Linked DNA regions of Sus scrofa: regions 2 and 3 are each linked to region 1. A link is a contact called in public Hi-C data. All regions are on one chromosome and are shown on one strand. Each heading gives the region's core, a stretch centred on a gene start, on an enhancer-like site or on the middle of the called end of the contact. The rest is flanking DNA. Distances are from core to core; before and after follow the strand shown.

Region 1 (4,629 bases), core at 715-3,214:
AAAACCCTGAACTGTTTGCAAAGGGCAGAGGTTTGGAGATGATAAGGTGAAATTAGCTCCTTGCTCACAGTCTGCAGAGGCAGCGGCTGAAGGAATGAGTCCTAGGCGCCCAATCAGGGTGTTTCGGGGAGAGAGGAGCGTCTCTCCGCCCCGGTTCTCGCTGCTGCGTCCCTCTGCGCCGTGCACCAAGCCTGAACTTCGCCCCCGCCACCTCCGCCCTCGCTGCCTTCAAGAGAGGATCCCGACCTGGTTTCAGGGTTCCTCCTGGGACCCGCAGCGCCAGTAGCGCCAGTCTTGCCAGGGCCTCCCTCTGCCCGCGCGCTGGAAGAAAGGCGTGCTCCCATCTGCTGCTCATGACAAGGGAGCATCTGGGCCCTCATGTCACAGACAAGGAACCCAAGTCTCCGCAAAGCCAGTCCACACGGGGAGGAAAGATAGAGCCGGGATCCACCCCTGCTCTCTCCACACCGCTCGCTGAGCCGCAGGCTCTCCCCGCTCCACTTCGTTCAGCGAACGTTAACCGAGCGCCCACAAGGTCGGGGCGCGCGGGAAGGCGCAGCTGGGCCCCGGCTCCCGGCCGGCCCAGCCCGAGGCCCGGGGCTCGCGTAGGAACGGAGACGGCTCGGGCAGAGGGTCTAGGTGGCCGCCAGGTAATTGGGATAGACCACGCGCGACTCCCGCCACTCACCTGAGAGACCCACAGGGTCGCTCGCTTTAGGGATGGAGGCCGCCATTCGGCGAACCGGCGCCGAAATGTCGTCATCAAGCTGCGCGTGGCGTCACCTCCCCTTTACAAACGGGAAAAGCGCCGCTTTCTCTTTGGGCTGCTTCTTTAAAAGGCGCGTGCGCAAAGTGTAGTCCCGTGGGTTTATGGGACCGCAAGGGGGCGCCCACCTAGGAAAAGAGCGCGCGTGCACGTAAGGCCTGTGCGTTACTGCCTAGAGGCGCGCCTCCTACCGGACCCGGCGCGAAACAGTACACTCTGGGTCCAACGGGCATTTATTGATCGCCCACGGTATGCCAGCGTGAGATACTCTGGATGCCGTCACCGCCGTGAGAGCGTAGAGAAGACCAGTCGCCGAAGAGCGGGTCTCCTTCCAACGCCCGGCGCCGCCCGGGCCCGGATCTGAGCGCCGGATGGCAGGGGAGCTGCTGGGAGAGGAGGGCGCGGCGGGCCGGTAGGGGGCGCGGCGGGGCTGTACCGGGTGGGGGACCCAGCCGCAAGCAGATGGCGGCGCCAGGCGCGGGGCCCGGGCCGGGGGCGCCACCAGGGCTGGAAGCGGCCCTACAGAAGCTGGCGCTGCGGCGGAAGAAGGTGCTGAGCGCCGAGGAGACGGAGCTGTTCGAGCTGGCTCAGGCTGCGGGCGGCGCCATGGACCCCGAAGTGTTCAAGTGAGCGCGCGGCGGAGTCGGGTTTCGGGGTTCCGGGGGACTGACGGCCCGGGCGAGGAAGGCTCACCGCGCGCCGGGTCTGTTCTCTCTAGGATCCTGGTGGACCTGCTAAAGCTGAACGTGGCGCCCCTCGCCGTATTCCAGATGCTGAAGTCCATGTGCGCTGGGCAGCGGCTGGCGAGCGAGCCCCAAGACCCCGTGGCCGTGCCCCTGCCCACGACCAGCGTGCCTGAGACCCGAGGTCAGAGCTGGGCCTGGGCGGCGGGTGTAGGGCGGGAGCGGGAGGTGGGCAGTGCCTGGCACATCGGGGCTTGCTTAGCCCTGAGTAGCCAGGCTTTTCTGTTGCTTTTGTCCCGGGACTGCTCCAAGGGCTGGCCCTTTGGGCTCCTGTCCCCAGCTTCAACTTTGCTACCACCTTCGAGGATGCACATCCAGATCAGGTAGATGCAGGATGGGTGGCCAAAGCAGACCAGGCCTCCTCTGGGACTTGTGTACACTGGCGTCTTGCCACCTCTGCATTCCTGTCTTCATCCCATGAACATGGAAACAAAGTGGCTTTGGTTCCTGTTCTCGTGGCACTTGTCGCCTCAACTGAAGAGACCTTCCTGCGCCCCCTTGTCTGCACCCTACCCGGCCCAAGTCCTGCCCAGGAGTCCCAACAGCTAAGCTTCCATCCTTGGGGCTGCAGATGGACCTCAGTCTGGACCGTCATGGCTGAGAAATGAGCAAGTGCTGGTGACCAGGGTGACGTGGTGGAGCTCTTACTCTCCTTGCTTGTCACTTCTGCTCCCAATTTTTAGAAACCCTCTGAAAGGCAGCAGAACCTTGGCCAGAAACACCCTGAGAAGGGGCTGATATTGGGTGGAGGGGCAGTCAGGCCCTGTGGGTGGGAGCGCCAGGGCCCCAGGCACTGTGCCCCCATTCTGAGAGGCCTTGAGTGCTGGAGTGCAGGCCTCCTCACTGATGTACACTGTCTGCTCTCTTTGTGTCTCTCTCCGACCTCCAGAGGCCTCCTTTCTCTCTGCCAAGAACTGTACCCCCCCTGCAAGGCCCTCCTTTTCCTCGGCCCGGCAGACTGCGGCCTCTCCGATTCTGCTCCACGGCCCAGCTGCCTCGCACTCGCCTCTCTCTCCAGGGCCCCCCGGTTCCCTCCGGTTCTCTTGCTGCCTGTTCTCTCCTTTTGAAGGTTGCGTTTATTAGTTTATCTCTGGGGGTTGGTGCTCTCTCCTGTTTCCACGGAAACTACCATGGCCCCCAGAAAGCTAGAGCAGCATTGAGCTGCAAGAGCAGGACCTGGCTGGCCATCCCACCATGCAGCTTAGTGACAGCAGTGATGGGCCCAACCTCCCTCTTCCCAGAGGCTAACTACCGGTATGACTTGTGTGCTCTGCGGAGGTGCCCTGGCCCCAGGGGAGGACACCTGAGGGTCGGGGAAGGGACAGTTCGCGCTGTGGAGAGTAAAGCCTGAGGTGAGAGGGACACCTGCATTCTTAGATACTGTCACCCCCTGGACTTGCTGCCTGGGAGGTCAGACCATGGGTCCCTTCTTCTCCCTGGTTCCTGAGCTGGGGGTGCCCTCCAGGCACGGTGAGGCTGGGGGCCCAGAGCCAGCTGTCTATGAGGGTGTGAGATCCCATGGGTGCCCCTCCCCATATCACCCACCTTGCTGTTCCAGGTATGCTTGGAGCTTGGGCCAGGGGAGCAGAGGAGGAGCCGAGAGGCAGGTGGACTAAAGGCGAGTTTGCAGAGGGAGGGAAAGACCAGGGCAGAGAACTTCTATTGCTGCTCCTTGGCTTAGTGACAGGGTACCAGGCCCACTCAGTGCTGAGGGCATAGTGGGGCTGCAAGGTGGACTGGCTCTTGGTCCAGTGAGGGAGATGGCCAGACAGACAGTGGCAAAGGCAGAGGACAGTGCAGCCCATCCAATTGTGGAGGACAGCACTGGCTTAGCTAGTGCAGCAAGGGCTAAGCAGGGTGGGGGCAGGGCCTGAGCTGGGGCCTGGTGGGAGGGAGAGGGAGGAGGGTTTGGGCAGCAGGTGTGTTGGGTGCAGGGCTGGGAGCACCACAGAGGGCTTGGAGGTGGCAAAGCCCCAGGCCAGGGTCAGGAGAGGCATGGGGCGCTGGGCCCCACAGAGTTGTTTCTACTTGAGGGCTCTGGCTTTGGGTCCTGCTGGTCTGGGCAGCCACCCACCCAAGTATGAGGACACAGAGCCCCTGGGGAGGTGCCCAGTGGGGATAGAGGGCAGGTGAAGGGCTGTGCAGGAAGAGGCAGAGGCCAGCCATGAGCTAGAGCTCTCTGGGGCTGCAGGTCATTGTCCACACAGACCTCTGGTCCCCTGGGTAATGGCAGGATCTGGGGTGGAAAAAGTAAGGAACCTTGTCAGAGTGAGTACTGATTGACTGGGGGGCACCTTGGTGGCCTAGGCTGCTGAGGGGTGGAATGGGAATGTTCAGGCCAGTTGGCCTTGGGCCTCCCACAAAATTAGGGTGAGGTTGCTCCAGATCAAAGGCTGGAACCCACTTAGGGGCCTGGCTGTCCAGCACAGAGAGGTTGTTTCTGCTCCGAGTACAGTGGGGTGATGCTTATCTCAGAGAGGACACAGTCTCTGAGTGAAGTTAGCTTCAGTTATGTGTTTTTTGTTGAAGTTGAGGGAAACCACACATTTTAAAAAGACCTGCAGTTCTCTTGTAGTTTAGTGGGTTACGGATCCAGCGTGGTCACTGCAGCAACCTGGGTTTGGTCCCTGGTTCTCTGGCCCAGGAATTTCCACGTGTTGTGTGTGCAGCTAAAAAAAAAAAAAAAAAAAAAAAAAAAAAAGTGCCCCAGAAAGGGGAAGGTGGAGTATGGTGTGCACACCACATGCCAGCACTGGCAGGCATTGGCACCAGATGGGAACAGACACCTCATGGATAATTTTCTTGCTGATTACAGGCTGCAATGATGTATTGGGGTCTTTCGAGTAAATTAAAGTATTGAAGTTAATTTTCTGTTTCTTTCTTTTTAATGTGGCTCCTAGAAAGTTAAGGAGCCACAAGTGGCTTGCAGCCCATTTCTGGGGCTGTGTGCCTGGCAGGATCACAGGGCACATCTACTTGGGGTCACCTCCCCAGAAGCTTGGGCTAAGTGAAGGGTTAAAGTACATGTTTGCAGTCAACACTGTGCATCAGTCTATGTGTGTACATGTTTTAGAAGTGCTGATTGAGCTCCTGCTGTGTGCTATCCACCCACCCGCCTGG
Region 2 (4,629 bases), core at 1,578-4,077, 210 kb after region 1:
ACAGAGGGTTTCTGACTGGACCACAGTGAGATCAGAGGCCATTGGCAAGGACTTGAATCATAAGGGACTGATGGAAGGAACCAGGATGAGCCATGAAAAGGGGTTGGGGGCCTCTCTCCTGTTTCCAGAGATGGAGGAAGGAGTGGCCCAGGTCAGAGGACCCTGGGCCAGCCAGAGGGGGTGATGCTTTCCCTGGGAGGGCCACTGCCCAGCACCTCGGTTGAGCGTCCACATCGAGCGTCCAGCTGTGTGTCAGATGAAGCTGGACAAGAGTATCTAAGGCTCCTACTAGTTCTGAATTAACTCTCTGGTGTTTATCTGATTTTGTGTTTAAGTTTGTGTGTTCTCTTTCTTCTGTTTACAGATTTTAGAGGCACTTTTGCAGGTTTTGCATGTCCTTTTGGGAATGTGCCAGGCCTTGGAGATTCAAGAAAAAGGTATAATTTTTTTTTTTTTTTTAATGGTCTCCTTTCCTTGGCTTTTCTGTTCTTTGCGACCTGTGTAGCTGGTGGATTGAAGCCTTGGTTGCCTCTTGCCTGAGAGGCCACACAAGGTCATAGGCATAGCTTTGCTCCCTGAATGCTGGGCCACTTTATCCTTCCAGGCTCAGTTTCACTACGTGGAACATATCTGCAGGTCATTTTTCCTGTGCTGCAAGCCTGCCAGCATGCTCCCAGAAGGAATAAGTGCACTGTGCAGTACTGTCAAGGAGCCTGTTTAGGTGACTTAGTGATCAATTTTGGATGTGCCAGGAGTGGTTGCCACACAGAGCAGCCCTGTGGGATGGACAATGTCCACAGCTGTTGTTGAGTACAGCTTGGAAATACAGGCAGGTAGCACTTGAAGCTGGCCTGTTGTGTGGCATATTGGGGCCCTTAGATTTGTTGGTGGGGGCATGAAACGTGAGGTCCCCCTTTGTCTTACAGAATACCTGTGCAAGTACGCAATCCCATGCCTGATAGGAATCTCGAGGGCCTTCGGGCGGTACAGCAACACAGAAGAGTCTCTCCTCTCCAAGCTCTTTCCGAAAGTCCCTCCTTACTCCCTCCGAGTCCCCGAGGAGCTGGAAGGTGTGAGGAGACGGTCCTTCAACGACTTCCGCTCCATCCTCCCCAGCAACCTGCTGACAGTGTGCCAGGAGGGCACCCTCAAGAGGAAGACCAGCAGCGTGTCCAGCATCTCACAGGTGGGCAGAGCTGTGCTGGTAGCCCCAGGGAACTCAGGGAGCAAGAGGTGCTCCTTCTAGTTCTCTTTAATCCCGAGGTTTCCCTGGGCATGAAGTGGTATCTCCTCACTGTCGGGTGCCAGCCCTCTTTGGAGTTGGAGACAGCCTTGGTGCCCATAGGAACTGTGTAATTGACTCCTGGAGCAAGCTGGAGCCAGCAAACACAGAATACGTTGTTCAGTGATCCACTATATACTATATGGCTAGACACTGGAATTTTTTTTTTTTTTTTTTGGCCACACCTATGGCATGTCGAAGTACCCGGACCAGGGGTCAGACCCGTGCCACTGCAGTGATCCAAGCTGCTGCAGTGACAACACGGTCGTTAACCCACTCTGCTACCAGGGAACTCCTGCCTGGCCTTTCTGATCTGTGATGTGGTTGTGTTTCCAGGTCAGCCCTGAACGTGGAATGCCCCCTCCCAGCTCCCCTGGAGGATCTGCTTTTCACTACTTTGAAGGTGGGCTTCATCTTTCTGCGGAAAGTGTGGACCTTGCGGCTGCTGGCAGGTTCCCAGGGACTCTTGTGGTGTGGGGGCTCAGACTGCTCTCATGCCTCTTGGGTTTGAGGCTTCTCGAAGCCACTTATTTCCTATTTTCCATTAAACTTCTTAAAACTTAATTTAAAAATATTTCAAATAGAAAAGTGGAGAAAATAACATATAGGCCCCAGGTGCCTGCCATCAGAACTTTAGTACAATAACCTGTGAAAGCACTGGTTCTCAGAGGAAATACTAGTGGTAGGTCCTCTTGTTTCTTTTTTTTAAGGTCATTAAGTCCATAGATAATATTAAAGAAAGTAATGATAACGATGAGTAATAGTTTTTGTGTTTAGGGTGCTATTTCTGTTCTGTAAAAAACTTCGTGTCCTATTTTAGATTCCATATATAAGTGATATCTTACATATTTGTCTTTCTCTGTCTGGCTTATTTCACTTAGTATGATAATCTCTAGATGGAGTTCCGTTTGTGGCGCAGCAGAAATGAATCCGACTAGGATCCATGAGGATTCGGGTTCAATTCCTGCCCTCGATCAGTGGGATGGGGATCCGGCATTGCCGTGAGCTGTGGTATAGGTTGCAGATGCAGCTCGGATCCCATGTTGCTGTGGCTGTGGTGTAGGCCAGCAGCTATAGCTCTGATTTGACCCCTGCCTGGGAACATCTATGTGCTGCAGGCGCAGCCCTAAAAAAAAAAAAAAGGAAAGAAAAAGAAAAGATAATCTTAGGTCCAGGTCCATCCATGTAACTGTAAATGGCATTATTTCATTCTTTTTTAATGGCTGAGTAGTATTCCATTATATACGTGTACCACATCTTCTTTATGCACTCCTCTGTCAGTGGATACTTAGGCTGTTTACATGTCTTAGCTGTTGTAAATAGTGAGGCAGTAAATATTGGGTTGCATGTATCTTTTTGAATTAGAGTTTTGTCTGGATAGATGCCCAGAAGTGGGATTGCTAGATCATATTAGCCTTTACTTCCAAGTTTAAAAATATCATTGGAGCATAAGCGAAAGCAAAGTTGATGCTTCCATTGGTTCTGACTTTCTGGTTCCCCCGGCAGCCTCCTACTTGCCTGATGGGAGTGCCCCTGAGCCCGATTATTACTTTTCCACTGTCAGTTCCAGCTTCTCCATTTCTCCGCTGTTCAATGGCACCACCTGCAGAGAGTTCAGTATTCCCCTGGAAATGCTCCGAGAACTCTTGAACTTGGTAAGTAGGGCGTTGAGGGACAAAGAGACCATCTGTGTATCAGCTGCTAAAATTGCTGGTGCTGTCAGCCTGTGATTTTTCAAAGGACAACTAGGAATCTTTCAGTCTTTCACAGCACAGCAGAAGAGTTAGTTTTCAGATTAAAGAAGGAAGGAGTTGACATCCATGGAGTCACCATGTGGGGACCCCCAGCCTTGGTGTGGTAGGAGGGGCTGGGGTGAATTCCTCTGAAACTCCCCCAGCGTACATCACCATCGTGTCCCAGCAGAAAGGTGGCTGTACCTTCTTAGCCAGCCTGTTTAGTATCAAGTCAGAAATTCCAATTGAAGACGAGATGTTTTGAGTCCTTTAGGGGAATTTTTTTTCCAGTGTATTTTAAGTTTCCAAGGTAAATTGTTTTTAATTTCTTCTCCTGGCTTGCTGTTTACCCTTGTCTATCATTTTGATCATAACCTTCCTAAAGTACTGCCATGGGGGCAGTTTTATCAGGTGGTTCTGCAGTGGAGAAAACAGGTCACTCCTGTGCTGAGTCTGGTCCAGAGAACTGGTGGGAGTCGTTGCTTCTGTGGGAACTTTAAAGTGCACTGCAGTTTGCATTCCTTGCAGCTTTGGAAGAGCCAGCTCACCAGCCGGGGAGGAGGGAGGTTTCTGGTGGCACCCAAGGATGGGCTGTGAAGGCATCTGCCCTGCCCAGAGGGGCTTGGGTAAAAAGTTGGTCTGTCTGGAGTCTGAATGCTTTCACCTCCTGGAAGTGGAAATCTCGTATCCCCAGATTTGAGGGAGTTGGTCACTTTTCTTTGTTGATTTCACTGCCATCTAGGGTCAGAAAAGATGATCTAGGTGATGGCAGAACTAAGGACACTGTGTTGGAGCCACAGAGCTCCAGCACTGCATGTGTTGGTCTGGCATTTCCCTCTCATCCCTATGAGGGTGTCCGTGGTTTTACTATCAGTGCAGTTCACTCTTGAGCAGGAAGAACTGTGTTACCATCTCTCCCTGGCTTACGGGGGCTCACGAGCTCCCATTTCCCTCGCAGGTGAAAAAAATTGTTGAGGAGCCTGTCCTTAAATCCTTGGATGCAGTTGTTGCCAGCGTCATGGAGGTATGTCCCCCTCAGGGCTGTGAGGAGGGGTCCCCCGTGCGCCCTCTGTGAATGTCCTCAGTCCCAAAGGGCAGTGCCCAGCCTCCTCGGGCTCACTCTGTGCCTGGCTTCTTTAAAATGCCACTGCCAGTGCCTCTGAGCAGTGGTCAGCATGCCCACTTTGCAAGTGGAAGACAGAGGCTTGGGGGACTGCCTGATTCCCGACCCCCTGGTTGGTGTAGGCGCTGGGCCCTGTCCTGGCCCCTCTCTGGCCCTCACTTGTTCCTTTGGTGCCTGCAGGCTGCTGCTCAGGCTGGCAGCCTCTCCTCCTCACTGGGCACAGGCTGGCCTGGCTTGTGAGTGTGCGAGGGCTATACCTGGGCTACTTTGTCTTTAACGTGTTTGCAGCCAAGGCCTGCAGCATTGTTTATAAAATCCTGAAATGTTGTTGTTTGGAGAAACACTGGGAACATTTGGGTCGGTCCCCTTTTGAGTGTCAGGATCTGAGAGGTTGCAGCTGGCCAGGCTGATGACTGCTGTGTGTGTTCAGGCTCAGATCTTGCTAAGCCCTGCCTTCTCTCCCTCACCCACTTACTAAATCCGCAGCACCC
Region 3 (4,629 bases), core at 636-3,135, 160 kb before region 1:
AGGGATCGAACCCGCATTCTCACGGACACTATGTCAGGGTCCTAACCTGCTGAGACACAAGAGAACTCCCAGCAGGTACTCTTAATTGATTTAAGCTCAACACAGACAAACAAAAAGACTAGCAGACACAAGACCCCATACAAACAAAAAAATCTGGCTCCAGAAATCAAATCCTCAAAAAGTATCAAACTCAAATTCTTACCATGCTCCTGACGGGCAAGAGACTGGAGCCCAGGTCCTAGGGACTCCAGGGCCAGATGGAGGCAGGAGGGAACTACCTGGGATGAGCTGGGGGCCAAGGTGGAAACGCCACAATCAGAATGGTTTAGTTCTGGGTGAGAGTCGCAAGGAAGAACGAAGGGGGTTTGGCACTCTGGCATGTGTGCTGGCAACGAAGCCTGTCCGTGTGGGCTGCTCTGGGCACAGAGGGTGCAACCTCAACATCACTGCTTTTCAGGACTCAGATAAATCAGTATCGCCATCCTGTCTCAGTGGCACATGCCCATGGATTGTACGTGTTTCCCCCCGTTTGCCTGCCTTGGTGGCCCAAGTGTCCCCAGGGTGCGGGCAGGCCTGGCATCTATGCTCATAGTGCGAGGTGTGCACGAGCATGTGGCATGTACGTGTTGTAGGGGAGGGTCCCTCGGCCTTCACCCAGGCCATGGGCCGCGCATGGCTGTTGAGGCTCTGCCCCAAGTGTGTTTGCTATGGGATGTGTGTGCCTTGGTTTGTCCACCTCTCTGTTTCTGTGTCAAATGATGTGTGTTTTTTTCTAAGGTAGTGTCTCCATGTTCCCGTGGATCAGGGGGACACATGTATGTCCCATATTTTTGTGCATCCTGTGGCATGAGTGTCTCGATGGGCACACCGGAAGAGTGAATGTGGCTGCTGAGTGAGTGCCTCTTGGTGCTGCTGTGGGCCCAGCGGAGTGTGAGTGTGTGGTGGGGACTGTGTCTCTTGAGGCTTCTGTAGGTTGGGGTGTGTGTTTTGTGTTGCAGAGTTGTGTCAGTCTCAGTGTCCCCGTGCCTGGTGAGATTGTATATGTTGCTGTCTTTTTTGCTATGGTTGTATCTCACAGGACGAGTGTGTTTCCCTGTGCTTGGGTGGCAGCTGTTCATGTGTGTTTGTCATAGCATGTGCATCTTTCCAAGTGTCTCACTGCTCCTCCTGAGGCGTGCATGCAGTGTGGCAGGGCTTCTGTCTCAGCATTTTGGTGTGCTTGTGTTGGAGGGCCTGTCCATTTCCATCTGGAGGGCTGTGTACCGGCAGTGAGTTTCTGTCTTTCTCTGGGTCTGGTTGTGGGTGTGGGTATGTTTTGGTGTGTGTGTGTTTCTGTGCATGTGTGTGCATGTGTGTGCGTGTATCCTGCCTCTGGGGGGCGTACTCTGTCCCAGCCTGAGACCCAGTGGCCCAGGCCTTCTCCAGCAGCACATGCCTCCTGCTCCTTTGTGCGCTGTGTTACAAAAAATATTTGCCTTTTCCACGACTCATCATTTTTCCTTCTCAATCGCTACCAGATGTGGGTCCTGTGGTCCCGTCCCCATGGCAACGGAGGTTCCAGCAGCCGCGGTTCCCTTTTGTGGCGCCTTCCCTGGAGCTGGCACTGCCGCAGGCCCAAGGGGGTGGGGAGGGGTCCGGCAGCTTCTCCTGACGAAGCACCCGGATCTTCCTGGGGGCTTCTTAGCCTGGGTCCTACCTGGCCTCTAGGCCACGACTCTAGGGCGGAAATGCTGGTGGTACCCCTGCTCTGTGAGGCACCTACCCAGGCAGGGTCCTGAAGGTCAGGGTCTGGGAGGCCTGGAAGCTCCCAGTGCAGAGAGAGGAGGGGCCCCAGGAAAGCCCTGGCCAACGATGTGACTGCTCTGGTCGCCAGGGGGAGACAGAGAGCCAAGGCTGGGGGTGAGGGGCAGGGAGCGGCAGGGTAGTGCATGTTAGTGGGGGTGCTCTGGGGCCCGAACCACTGCCCTGCTCTCCACCATCCTCGGTCACTGACCGACCCTGGCTGGGCCCAGCTGGTCATCTTCCCCTTCTGGCCAACTTGAAGTCTGTGTGCTCAGCCGCAGAAGCCAACATGGCCTGGTGCCGAAAGGGATCAGAGGCTGACCGGGCACAGGGCCATGGCTGGGAGGGTGCCCGGCTGGCTCAAGGGAAGTGCATGCCCTGGGGACAGGGAGCCTGCATTCCACATGCTGCCTGACCAGGCCAGGTGCAGGGACTCCAGCCTCAGAAGCAGCACCAGATGTCCTGCCCGTGGCGTGAGGCCGTCTCGGCTCTGGAGGCTCAGCCCCATATGGGTCACCAACGTTGAGCTCCCTGTGGCATCCAGCCAGAGGGCAAGAGAGGTGCCAGGTGAGCTCCTTGAGCTGCCAGCACCAGTCAGAGTGCTGTCATGCGGGGGACTGTGGGATGGGGGTGGGGGTGGGGAGATGATCAGAGAATCTCGGCCCCAAAAGAGGAGGAAGAGGCCCACTGGGCAGAGGCAGGGAGGGGAAGGGCCCAGAAGCACCGTAGAAAGGTAAGACTTTGTAGCTCAGGGAGGCCACTTGCAAGGCCTGCCTGAGGGCCAGAAGCAGCAAAGACACTGGGACAAATGGCCACAGAAAGAAGGCCAGGCTGAGGCGGGGCAGCGGGGGCTGGCTGGGAGGCCAGCCAGGGATCCAGGCCAGAACTGTGCCCCCACTCCCAAGGGCGGGTGGACTAGGGGGGAGAGTTTCCGGCCGAGGACAGGGAGCCCATTGAGACGGACAGCGGGGCTCTGTGCAGTGCCAGACGCGGCCTGGCTAGAGGCTGTGCCCGTGGCTTGCTGCCCCCTGACCTCAGCCTCTGACCTGCCCCAGCCACACCAAACAACTTGGGGCCCCAAGTGGAACAGCAATGGCCAGCGGTGGAAGCACAGGTCAGAAGCGGTCCCACACAGCCCAGGGCACCACCCTATCTGTTCCTGCCCACCCTGCCAGTCCCAGGCTGCCAGTCCAGGATGGGGCAGCCCAGGGCGGGCGCCCAAGAAAATTGATAAACAAGTGAAGGATAGGCAGATGGTTGTGACCCACTTCCAATGTGGTACTGGGAGATCCATAACTGGGCTTCCAAGCTCCACTTCAGTCATGGAGTTGTGGGGGTGTGAGTTCAGGCTCAAAGAAGTAACATACAATTTCTTTTGGGGGACATCCTATCCGAAACCCAACAGACAGGAAGCAGTCAGAGCACAGTGGGGAAAGGCACTTTATTAAGTAAGCTTTGGCCAAGCCCCGGCCGGGAGAAGCCCATCCTGGGGCACCCGGATGGGGTGGGAGCAGCCCTGCCGGGGGCCTATAAATATGTCTCCTCAGGCCACTGGAGTCGCCCCTAGGATTCCCAGGCGTGTGGGGTGGTGGGAGGCCATCAAAACCAGCTCGACAGCTGAGGGGTCAGGGCTGGGGAGGCTGGGGCTGGGAGAGCATGTTGGGGGAAGGGGGGGACAGCCAAACCCCATGAGGAGCAGAGACCAGCCCTCCTCCCCAGGCTCTGGTCAACCAGATGCCCTGGAGCTCAGCTGTGGAAGCAGCCTCTGGCTAGGGTGGTGGAAGGAAGCCTCCAGCCAGAGGCGCCAGGCCCTGGCCAGTAAGAGGCAGCCAGGGCGGAAGTGCTTCTGGCCTCAGCCAAGGCACTCTGGGCCAGTAAGAGCTGTTCTCTAGGCAGAACCCTCAGGTCCTTAGCCTTTGAGACCCGGGCTGGTGCGAGCCCTCCGCAGCTAGGCCATGGGAAGGGAGGGGCCAGCGAAGCGTCTGTCAGGCCTTGGCCACTGGAATGGGCTTCCTGCCCGAACACAGGGCCCCATTCGGGAGGGCCCCTGAGCCTGCGCCAGTGAGAACGCAGGCTCCCGCCAGGCGCTCCGGGCTGAGCCCCGGCGGGAGACGCTGGGCGGCGCGGGATGCGGGGTGTCAAGCAGCGCTGCTAAGCCAGGGAAGCTGCAGGCACGGCCGGGCAGCCCTACTACAGGGTGGGTGCGCCTGCCCGGCCTGGCTCGCCCACCACCTCCCGGCTCTTCTTGCGCGGCGGCTTCTGGATGGGGGTCTTCTTTCGAGGGGTATCGGTTCCAGGAGCGCCAGCCGCCGCCTTCTCCGGCCCTGGGGCCTCAGGAGCAGGGGGCGCGCGCGCCGGCGAGGCAGGAGGCACCGAGCGCTTGGCCTTTTGCGGCGGCGCGGGCTTCTCTCGGGGGACCTGCGTGCCTAAGGCCCCCTCGGCGCGGCCTAGGCTGCGAGTCTTATCACGTAGCTCGGCGGCCAGCATGGAGGCGGCCTCGGGCGCGCTGCGCGGGGGACCGCCAGCGTCCGTTGGCTCTGGGAGGCCGGGGCCGCGGCCCCGTGCCCGAGCCCGGGGCGGCGAGGGCGAGGCGAGGGCCGGCCCCTCCTCAGCCAGCCCCGGGTGCCGCGGCGTCGGGTCGCGGGCCCTGGGGCTGCCGGGCTCCTCTGGCCGCGCTGATGTGTCGCTGGGCGTCCGTTTTCTCTTGCTGGGGCTGGGCGCGGCCTCGGGGCCCGCGGGGAGCGGCGAGGGCGCACGGGCCGCGGCGGCGGCGCCGTGCTTGCCATGGATCCAGGACACCTTGGGCTTGGTGGCGGGGTCGGGTGGCGGCGGCTTCCTGCGCTCGGG

Evidence for each region. Hi-C and Micro-C count contacts between places; a contact is called where the count stands out from the background.
Region 2: a Hi-C map of skeletal muscle shows a contact between it and region 1, with 4 times the contacts expected there. The contact joins the enhancer-like site here to the promoter of SMPD4 in region 1. A contact is called at or near these places in 1 of 5 promoter capture datasets (fetal liver), 2 of 47 Hi-C or Micro-C datasets (embryonic fibroblasts and skeletal muscle) and 1 of 2 datasets of contacts at active chromatin or transcription factors (alveolar macrophages).
Region 3: a contact with region 1 is called in a Hi-C map of embryonic fibroblasts, with 1.7 times the contacts expected there. The contact joins the enhancer-like site here to the promoter of SMPD4 in region 1. A contact is called at or near these places in 2 of 47 Hi-C or Micro-C datasets (embryonic fibroblasts and heart right ventricle) and 1 of 2 datasets of contacts at active chromatin or transcription factors (skeletal muscle).

What each region holds. Positions count from the first base shown.
Region 1 is chr14:50,660,823-50,665,451 of Sscrofa11.1, reverse strand. SMPD4 (sphingomyelin phosphodiesterase 4) reads right to left here and starts at 1,964. Exons shown (of 19, transcript XM_001929589.6): 1 at 689-1,964. The coding sequence starts at 763. LOC100153925 (mitotic-spindle organizing protein 2B) reads left to right here and starts at 903. Exons shown (of 3, transcript XM_001929600.2): 1 at 903-1,392; 2 at 1,485-1,633. The coding sequence starts at 1,229.
Region 2 is chr14:50,450,144-50,454,772 of Sscrofa11.1, reverse strand. PI4KA (phosphatidylinositol 4-kinase alpha) reads left to right here. Exons shown (of 55, transcript XM_001929569.6): 5 at 365-437; 6 at 927-1,186; 7 at 1,619-1,685; 8 at 2,789-2,937; 9 at 3,974-4,039. Among named protein-coding and RNA genes, the nearest start is that of SERPIND1, 25 kb to the right of the region's middle. Within about 2 kb of position 2,827, at least 2 of the 83 cell types and tissues checked have an H3K27ac peak or open chromatin away from gene starts, as enhancers often do. A contact at or near this core is called in skeletal muscle, where this site is marked.
Region 3 is chr14:50,823,012-50,827,640 of Sscrofa11.1, reverse strand. It overlaps SCARF2 (scavenger receptor class F member 2), which reads right to left. Exons shown (of 11, transcript XM_021072793.1): 11 at 3,207-4,629. The coding sequence ends at 3,973. Among named protein-coding and RNA genes, the nearest start is that of SCARF2, 12 kb to the right of the region's middle. Within about 2 kb of position 1,885, at least 36 of the 83 cell types and tissues checked have an H3K27ac peak or open chromatin away from gene starts, as enhancers often do. A contact at or near this core is called in embryonic fibroblasts and skeletal muscle, where this site is marked.